2 separate regions of the Zea mays genome follow, and region 1 is linked to region 2. Evidence: chromatin contacts called from public Hi-C data. All regions are on one chromosome and are shown on one strand. The core of a region is the stretch at or near the end of the contact, and the rest is flanking DNA. Distances in the headings are between cores, read along the strand shown.

Evidence for each region. Hi-C and Micro-C count contacts between places; a contact is called where the count stands out from the background.
Region 1: a Hi-C map of leaf shows a contact between it and region 2, with 7 times the contacts expected there. The contact joins the promoter of LOC100286375 here to the promoter of LOC100273880 in region 2. A contact is called at or near these places in 10 of 25 Hi-C or Micro-C datasets (ear, leaf, leaf mesophyll and 2 more).

What each region holds. Positions count from the first base shown.
Region 1 is chr3:148,499,947-148,504,880 of Zm-B73-REFERENCE-NAM-5.0, reverse strand. It overlaps LOC100286375 (40S ribosomal protein S10), which reads right to left and starts at 2,051. Exons shown (of 5, transcript NM_001159262.2): 1 at 1,967-2,051; 2 at 1,826-1,874; 3 at 1,370-1,652; 4 at 965-1,100; 5 at 169-413. The coding sequence starts at 1,969. The coding sequence ends at 345.
Region 2 is chr3:148,313,545-148,318,571 of Zm-B73-REFERENCE-NAM-5.0, reverse strand. LOC100273880 reads right to left here and starts at 2,424. Exons shown (of 7, transcript NM_001148274.1): 1 at 2,256-2,424. The coding sequence starts at 2,309. LOC100382686 (putative thioredoxin superfamily protein) reads left to right here and starts at 2,680. Exons shown (of 4, transcript NM_001175410.1): 1 at 2,680-2,914; 2 at 3,626-3,714; 3 at 4,840-5,017. The coding sequence starts at 2,744.

The DNA of each region.
Region 1 (4,934 bases), core at 802-3,301, 190 kb before region 2:
AAACGGCACACGTCAAAGTTTTATACACCAGCACCAACAGAGACGATTTCAAGCGATAGGGAGTGCAATGCCTTGTCCAGCGATATCAAAACTCTGAGCACAACAATACAGAGAGCAAGGTCATTCCCAGCGAGATCAGATATCAAAACAGGGGGCAATAGCACCATCGATGCGAATGATGACTTGCTGCTTTAATAATTTAATGTAACAAAAAAAGGAGGATCACAAAACCATGTCAAGCCACGGCAACAGCTCGGTAAACCAAAATCTCATTGTCCTCAAAAGTTCAAAGATCAACAAACATGTGCCTATCCTGAATCAATTTTCCCGCTTAAGTTGATAGATCACTCCATGGAAGATCCACTGGCACCAAAAGCGCTGCCGCCACCACGGCCGAAGCCAGGTCTGCTACCCTGAAAAAAAAGAAGAGAAAACATTGGAGTCAGTTCACAAGCTATATTTGCTTGCATTAGCAGCAAGAGCACTGTTAGCAGTCCAGAAATGTTTAAGAAAATGCTGTATTTACAATGACTTGCCACATAGAGGTCAAAAAGAATATCCCACCTGCTTACCAACAGCAAACCACACTACCATAACTTATAAAGGCAGTTTGGAGTTTACCAGCACAAAGACATGAACATGCATGGATATACCAAAGGGGCTCAAGCGGATTACTACACACAAACTTAAGTACTCCCTCGGTTCAAATTATAAGACACTTTGACATTTCTAAATGCATCCCTTTTATTATGTAACTAGACATACTGTATATCCAAGTGCGTAGCAAAAACCACGAATCTAGAAAAAAAACATCTAATAATTTGGAAGAGAGCGGGAGTAACAAAGCTGGACAAGTTGTGCAAAAAATAAGCTTGTTTTCTTGAAACGAACTGGACATTTGTGAGTTAAGAAACCAATGTAAACAAAAAAATATGTGAGATGCGCGCAGTTTTCTAGAACTTACCCTAAAAGATGGCTGGAAATCCGCAGGAGCACTACCCTTCTCACCACCAAAATCACCCATTGCACCTCGTGGACCTCCTCTGTAACCATCCCTATCCCCAAACCTAGGTCTGTCTTCCCCAAAGCGAGGGGGACCCCTGTCAAATAAACATAATAGGTAAGTAACCATGGCTTCATGGTGAAACTCTACTAGCAATCCAGGAATATGATATAATGTACAAAAGTAAATGTAGAAGCCTTATGGCAATTTCAAAATTAGATGCATACGAAACAAAATTTGTAGGCTCTGGAACAATTCACAATGACTGTCAAAATAGCAGGCAGCAATGACGAGTTCAATTATCATCATGTGAAAATCTGGTGTCAGAATACAGAACTGCAAACAACTCTAGTGTGACAAATGTACCTGGGGCGGTCACCCGGTGGGCCAGAGCCAAAGGGACGGGACGGGGGCTTGGAGGACTTCTTGAGGGTGTTGGGCACAACCTCTGACGGCAGGTTGAGGAAGCTGCGGAGGTGCTCAATGCCATCGTTGGTGAGGTACCAGTAGTAGTACTGCCAGGAGAAGGTCTCCCTGACATACTCCTTGGACTTGAAGCTCTGCATGAGCTTAATCACCTCCAGGTTGGGCACGTCAAGCTTGGGGTGCTTGGCCAGGTTGTAGTCCTTCTTGGCATATAGAACCCCCTCTGCAACATAAAGTTGAACGGTTCTCAATCTAAGACAAGGACGGGCTTGGGTCGTACACGATCCGAATATTGCTAATGCTTGTAATGTCTGAATTGGTATCTAAATCTAATGAAATAATCTTATATTGGGCGCGCCTAGGGGGACGGGCGAAGAGGGAGGAGAAGGAGCTCACCATGGAAGATGTACTTGCAGATCTCGCGGCGGTTCTTCTTGGAGATGATCTGCGAACGGAGGAAGGGATGGAAATCACGTTAGAAGAAGCATTGGTAATGAACCAACAGACGAGGTAATGGAATCGATGAGAGGCGCTCACCATGGTGAATGAAGGACTCGCGGCGGCGACGGCGTGACGGCTGGGAGTGTTGGGCGGGGGTCGAGGAGCGGTGGCGCGGACAGAAAACCCTACATTTGTGGCGAGTTGGTATATAGGGAGAGGCGGACCTGGGCCGCACGGGTCCCTCTCTTCGTTACAGGTTGAAGTCGGCCCATTTCCATAAGACGTAGTAGGAAGTAAGCTGGGCTAGGCATTGGGCCTGTGAAATGCGGGAGGACATTCTCATCGGAATTCAGATTCAGATGTCGCTAGGGTAGGAGATAGATTAGTACTTAGAGCGACTTTAAAAAAACCCTAAACTAACCCCAAAATTAATATTAGAGAAATATTCGCTTTTTAATTAGTCTAACAGATCTTTTTTTATCCCGAAAACTTCACGTCCCTTATTTACAGCCTCATTTCCCTCATATTTGCTCGTCCCTCGTGTGGACGCCATCGACACCCGTCCTGTGACGCTAGCTACGAGCCTACGACGAGTGCAGGGGCCGAATGAATGGAGGTAGCTGGATGGAGGGAGACAAGACAGCTACATTAGGTAGCCGGACATACACTAACTTTAAAAAATACAGAAACATATGTAATATATATATATATATATATATATATATATATATATATATATTCGTCTGAAATAGCAATGTTCATTTGTAGAATTCTCTTATAATAATTTCTTTTCATGATACCCCACTATTCTGTCTCGTATAAGGACTCAATGTCTTTGGATAGAACCACAATATTTCTTTTTATCATCGGACTCATCCGCGTCAGTTGTTTAATATTTTGCGGATTGCTGAAGTAACAGTTTCTTCCATCCCTAAAACTTTATTTTAGTATGTCCCTTGTGATCAGTTTTTTTTAAAAAAAAAATATCATTTCCTTTTGAAGTTGCTCTTACTGCTGCTTATATACTCGAGATGCATGGCTAGTCTAGTCGCATCGTACATGGGGCCTACACATCAACACATGTATGATGATGACAGGATGATTGGCAATGTTGTGATCGATGTGAAGACTGAAAAAAGAAAAAAAAAGATCAACTTTTGCTCCTGGTCAAGGAGCAAAGAGATGCAAAGTATGCAGACCACACAACAAGTAGTCGACAGTGACGGCGTTTAACTGAAACAGCCAGCGAGGCGTGTACGTGATCGATCGACGCAAAGAAAAGCTTTACTTTCTGGAGCTAGTCATGGGCCGCGGCCTAGTACTTGCAGCTTCAGTTTCTCCTCCACATCCGTCACCTCGCTCCGCGTCGCTTTCAGATAGGATAGGAGACAGTGCGTGCTACTTTGAACTCAGTTTGTGTCTGCATCAATCGATGACTGGATGGATGAGAACCAACTGTACGTCTAAATAGAGATGCAAACGGACCGTTCGGCCTAAGCCCGTTAAAGTCCGGCTCATTTTAAATTCGACCCACTGGGCACGGTTAGAAAAACGGATCAGATCAGGCCATTTAAACCTGCGGGCTCGTTTTTCTGTCCGAGTCCGGCCCGCAACGGGTCTAAACGGGCCGGACCGGTAAGCACGAAAAAAGCGGGCAAAAACGTGCTTAGCGGACCACTAAGCATGGTTTAGTGCAAAAAGCGAGCTTGACAGACTTAGAGTTAAACGGATCGTGCCGGGCCAGCCCGCCGTGCTTAGTTTTCTGTCTGGACCTGGCCTGCTTATTCCTGCCAAGCCGACCCGGGTCCGTATAAAACCGAATCGTACCGGGCTCATGGGCCTCGTACTTATTGGCCATCTATACGTCTGATCGACTATCGATCCAAGTGCATGTGTGTTTCATTTGGGTTGTTGCCGCTGCTGCTTCTTCAAGTGGAGTATTCTTAAGCAGACTGATACAACATAATAACCAGATAGAAAAGGACGACTCAAAGGCTGGATTTTATTAGTGTGTGTTTGGTTTTAGGTTAAAGTAGGATGAGACGAGAATAACATCGTTTGCTCGATTTTTTAGGATCACGTCGCCAAAAAAAATACTTCGCTGTTTACTTTATCATCGTATGACTCTCATTTAAACATTATAGTGGGAAAGCTCGAGGAAGAAATTTGGACAAAAGCTGCTGCCGCTGCTTCTAACAAACACAGACTAGACTAGCCAGCAGGGAAGGCAACCACCAGTCCAGGTGTGATGGATATAGATATGTGTGTCGCTATTGCCTGCCTGCACGTTCACCACCGTGCCTCGACGACTTCTTCCCGTCCAGCGCGTGCATCTCGAGCCCATGGTTTAGAGACTGAAAGACGCCTTTAAACTGTCGACGATTCAGACTGAAAATGGCTGGAGCTCTCCTCCTCTCGTCTTGAAGCTGGGAGGAAAGTCATCGTCGTCTTCGTGGTTGCAAGACTTGTCAAATGCCAAATACAGTCGACCTCCACGTCGGCTAGGTTCCAAGTGTAAATTAAGGCCCTGTTTGGTTTCCTTAGCTAGACTAAATTTTAGTGACTAAAGTTTAGTCGCTAAGGTACCTCGTTTGGTTCCAGTGACTAAATCGGACTAAAGATCATTAATTGCTATCAATAATGACTATTTTACCCATATTAATTAATGGATGTTTGCTATAAAAAGATAGTGGAGAGGGCAAATAAGGTAAAAATACTACTTTAATCCCTTTTAGTCACCCTCTTAGTGACTAAAGAACTAAAGTTTAGTCACCCCACTTTAGTCACCATGTTTGCTTCTTTAAAGACTAAAAGTAACTAAATTTTAGTCACTAAACTTTAGTCATCCCAAACCAAACGGGGCCTAAGAGGTATAGGGCCGACCGGCTGCTCATAGATACATGCTCATTATTATCATGTGGGTGGATAGATGGAATAACATGATTGAAGACTAAGTACTCCCTTCCCAAAATAGGTATTTGTTCTACCTCTTAAATAGTATTATGTCTATATTTAAATAGATAATCAAGAATCTAGACACATACATAAAAACACACATCAAGTA
Region 2 (5,027 bases), core at 1,175-3,674:
AAGAGCATGAATATCCCTAGCTGGTAGTTGCATATTGGCCACTCCAGCATCTCTATGTCCCGATTCTTTCTATATATTAAACGAGGGAGCAAAGGTCGCACCTCGACCTCGCAATGTTCACATCGTCTCCTCCTCTGGCCGCCCGATCTAATTCCGACGGTGAAAATGTTTCATTTCTTTCGTTCTGCATCTGCCGTCGCCGTATGAGCGGTTTGATATTATCGCTTACTTGATTATTCTAGAACAGGGCGGCATATCCTCTGCACCGCAATGAAAAAGGCGCCATTTCGATTCACCAAGTGATAGAGCAACGCGAGCGCCCGGCTGTGTGGGCAAGATAGCGGCGATGTGACGGGTGAAGCGTGGGTGGCTGCTGGCTGGGGCCTAGGCACGATACGACAGGGGCCTCCACGCTCGATGATAGGGGCTTGGATGTGCGCAACTGCGCCGTGCCGGATGGCTGCCTAGCCAGCTGGGACACGAGCAGCTGGGCGTCTACCGGTGGGAGCGCTCCGTGCTGGGCGGCTACTGGCCGGGGCAGAAGCTGCAGAGCATTGCGTGGCTATGCAGGATTGAGGTGGTCAAGCTATGCATGATATGGAGGATTCAAGCCGCGGGGTGCCGGGCGACTATGCAGGGTCTCGAAACTATGCAGGATTCAGGTGGCTCTGTGTCGCACTGCTCAGCGACCCGAAGGAGTTGTTGCCGGCCGCGACAGACCACAGCGATGGCGGCAGTATCCCTGGCGCGCAGAGCAGCGACCTCGACCGCGCGTTGCTGCTATTCCCCCTCACATTCCCCTCCCCGCTCCCCCTGTGAGCCATATCCTTCTTTTACCAATTTGCAGCGTTCTTTGTCACCAATATTCAGAATAATGTTGGATTTAGATATATTGGATAGAAGAAGTGGATCATGCTTCTGAAAACAAACAGTGTCAGTAATTAGTCATTTTCAGAATGTATTGGGTGAATTGATCTAATCTTTTTGCCCTCATGTTATAGGAAAACAGTGGATTTCTCAACTGGTGCCTGGTGGTGGGAAATAGAGCGAAGAGCCCAAGCATCTTTGGGACAGCAATCACATAATTGACATTGTTTTTTCAGTTTACGCTAAAACTAGACTGATCAAGAAGGTGGCCCAGTTGTCAAAATGCATTTTTTTAATAAATGAAGATTTTATTCATAGTTCCAAGTACATTACATCGAGGTGATATAAGCCCTTGAAACGTCTTCCAGCCTCTGCTTAAACAGCACACAGGTTAAAACAACAAAAATATGATAACCCACACACTCTAATGGCTGTCAAAATGCATAGACAGAAGATGCCAAACTCTGGGTGGGCTGCATTTGATCGCAAGCAGCAGTGCAGATGACACTGGGTATGAAGGTCATGCTGATTCATTTCCGACGCTCTCAAATTCTGGAGTCCCTAATCTTGCTAGCAGCTCTATTACATAAAAAAGAATGGGCTGAAACCAAAGCCTTTTGCTTTAGTGGTTTGCCCTTCTGTTGATTCTGAAGCTGTTAGTAATGGATGTGGAAATAAGAATTCTACTAATCATGTCGATAATGGGAATCACAGTGCAATCTCTACATCTGTTAATAAAGTTATGCTCTTGAAAAAACGGCTATGTGGTGGGAAAGACAGTGCTGCTTGCCTATTGTCTAGGCACCACCTAGGATCTTTTTTTGAAACAGAGTGCTTATCGCATAGACCTAGATAATATATTAACAGGGTTCTCTTTCCATTTTCATTCGGTCCATTTTCATTAGGACCTTCTAATTTAGAAGCGTATGTCTCTGCACAATTAAATTTGGGTGCGGTATCTTGAGGCAATAGAAGGGCTTAACTGGGGTTAAAGCAGTTGTCAGTACTATTTTTTGATGGCCCAGTTGAATATGGAAAAACTGATTTGGAGACCAAATCCCAACTACACAAGACTTTTGAATGTTTCACTGAACATAACTTTTATTTTAACCTTACAGTTCGGCCTATAGAGTTCTAAGTTTCTTTTGCTTCACAACCAGGCTTATTTCGATAGCTTTTTTATTGCTAAATCTAAATGATTTCTACGCGCAGGACGCGCGCAATTTACTAGTTTGGTACAATTTGCGAACACGGTGAGATTAGACAACAACGCTCGAGTTTCCAATCTCTACCGGTGCAGAACGACGGCTCGATGATGGTAGGAAAGGTTGGCAATCACAACACGAATAAGAGAGTAATAAAGAGAGCGAGAGGGAAGTACGCATTACCGACTCCTGGATCTCCTCCCGGACGATGTAGAACGGATCCTGCGCCGAGCTCATGGCCTCTCCGACGAACGGATTGCCAGGCCTGGGCGCCTGGATTTTCCTCCCCTCGAATCCCTAGCAATATTTTGGGGGCAGGGGATTTGCTTGGTGCGGAGTCGCGGACTCGCGGTGCAGACGAGAGAGGAGAGATCCAGATCCCACTTCCACTGGTTCCTTCCTTGTTTCGTCTCGGTGACACTGCCACCAGGGTCCCACCTGCTTTCCGCGGCCGCGCTCGTGGACTCGGTGCACAGAGCATCCTCGGCCCACGTGGCGCGTCGGGCCCATCACGCAGTGACTTTAAGTCGTCGCTCTCTCCACCCTTCTTTCTCCGCTGCATCGGGAAAAGGGGAGCGAGAGGCGAAGCAGATAAGGAAGCCAGCCGGCAAGGGGAGCCACTCCGGCGTCGAGAAACCTAGGGCGAGCGCCTCGACGACTCCTATCACCCCATGGCGGCCTTCGCTACGGGCAGCACCACAGCGCGCGCGACGCTGGCATCGCCGACTTCGTGCCAGCCGGCCGCGCGCCGGGCGCCGGCCCGATGGATGCCGCTGCGCTGCTCGCCGCCGGCCCTGGGCCTCAGGGGAGGAGCGCGTTCTCGGCGGAGCGCCACGCTACGGGTGAATCCTTGCTGACCTGTACTCTCTGATTCGCGTTGCCTTTCAAGTGGCAGCTAATTGAAATTAGAATGGAGTATGTGAGAATATCGTGGAATTGTTTCTTTATAAACTACAGTAGAATGTGTCATAGGAACTCATCTCCGAATTAATGGCAGATATTGACAATTTAGGTCCACTGGCTGCTGTCCAGATGCTTGAACTATGTCCTGTACTCGTCGTTGCACTTGCCGGAGTTTGCAGCTACTATGAGCCATCCAATTTTAGTTCTGCTGCTGTATCAAAATTTCTGTTCCTAGTCCAGGACATCTGGGCTCAAAGACAATAAACTAGTATGAACTTGGTGTATCTTGGATGCATCCAACTTTTTTGAAAAATGGCCCCTTATCTTTTTAGGTTGTCAACCTTATGTAGGTGAAAAAAATTATGGCATGTAATAGCTTTGAAGATGTTTTCATTTTAATACTTATCATGTTACTTTCCAGTTTTCTGAAAATGTAGTTTTGTTTTTCATCCATTGAGTAGCTCTAGAAGTGAGCAAGTGACAACTGTTACTATACACAGCTTTTTTGTGTGCGCTTATAGTCCTATAACTGTTTTCTTACATGTATCCTTTTCCATTAGGGCTGTATATATCGTCCTTACACTTTAAAAACTTGTGGATTTCTACTATTTTTTCGACATTTTATCTGTATTTAATTTTTGGATGGATAGGTGGAAGCTAAGAAGCAAACTTTTTCTTCATTTGATGAGTTGCTGGAGAAGTCTGAGAAGCCATTGTTAGTTGACTTCTATGCAACTTGGTAAGTTACTTACTGGAAGTAATGAAAGTGGCGATGACAGGTGTCATGCTGAGCTAGTTCAGTACTCTCTACTAGATATAAGTTCTCTCCATTATTGTTGTGTTTTTAGGTCTTTGGTGTGTTTCATGTTCTTTCCATTATGCCAATGTGCTACCAAACATTTGGGAGGTGAAAATTGCACTTTGACTGGCATTATGTTCATCATCTGTGTAAATGCATGCATAATATCCACCACTACGAAAAGGCCTCTAGCGTAATGGTTAAGCCTTCCGAGTAAGACCTCCAGGTCCCGGGTTCGATCCCCTTGTGGGCGAATTTCGGGCTTGGTTAAAAAAATCCCCTCGCTGTGTCCCGCCATCCCGGGTTACGTCCACCCTTCGTCTGGGCCGTTGCAGAGTGGGGGGTGACGGCCCGCTAGTGAAGGGGGGCCAGGGTTTGGGGATTTTTTCGTCTTGGACCATGTTTCAGTCTCTTTTTAATATAATACCGGGAAGACTGTCTTTCCCTTCCCGTCCGAGTTTTTTTTTAATATCCACCACCTCCTACCCTTTTACTTTTTAGAAAAGATACCGAACTTTGGTGAAAGTTGAATAGTTTTTGCACTCTTTTTGCTCGAGTGGGGAAGACCTCTAGAAGTTTGGTCTGTTTTTCCACTTTTGTCTTTAGTGTTCAGTGTTCACCATGTGGACTAACCTGTTCAATTGTATTTCCTTCACAATTGATATTTGCAATACCTCAAATGCACCTTACTGATTTTAAAGCCTCTGCTTTCTACAGTCATTTGTTATGGCACTGTTCATGATGACATACATTACTACTGATATCTAACAGAAAAAACGACACTATATGATTAATTGGGTCATGTTCTGTTCATGATGATGTGCATTGTTTCCATCTGAGTTCTATCATATCCAGAAATGTTGTTTCACATTGTACTCATCAAACGACAAACATTGTCCCAACTCATAGCTGACAGGTGCATCATTGGTTTGTTAGCTCCATTGCACCATTCTTATTAAGAAGACAGTTCATCATTCAAATTAGTTATGAGCAGTCTGTGCATGAGCATTGCCTCTACATACTTCAGTAACATATATTTGCATTTGTTTTTGTTCTTCTTGTTAGGTGTGGTCCATGCCAATACATGGTTCCCATACTTCAAGAAGTGAGTGAGAAGTTAGGCGACAAAATTCAAGTTGTGAAAATTGATACTGAGAAGTACACTAGCATTGCAAGTCGTTACAGAATTGAAGCATTGCCAACTTTTATCATATTCAAGGATGGGAAACCTTGTTATCGCTTTGTAAGTGTTG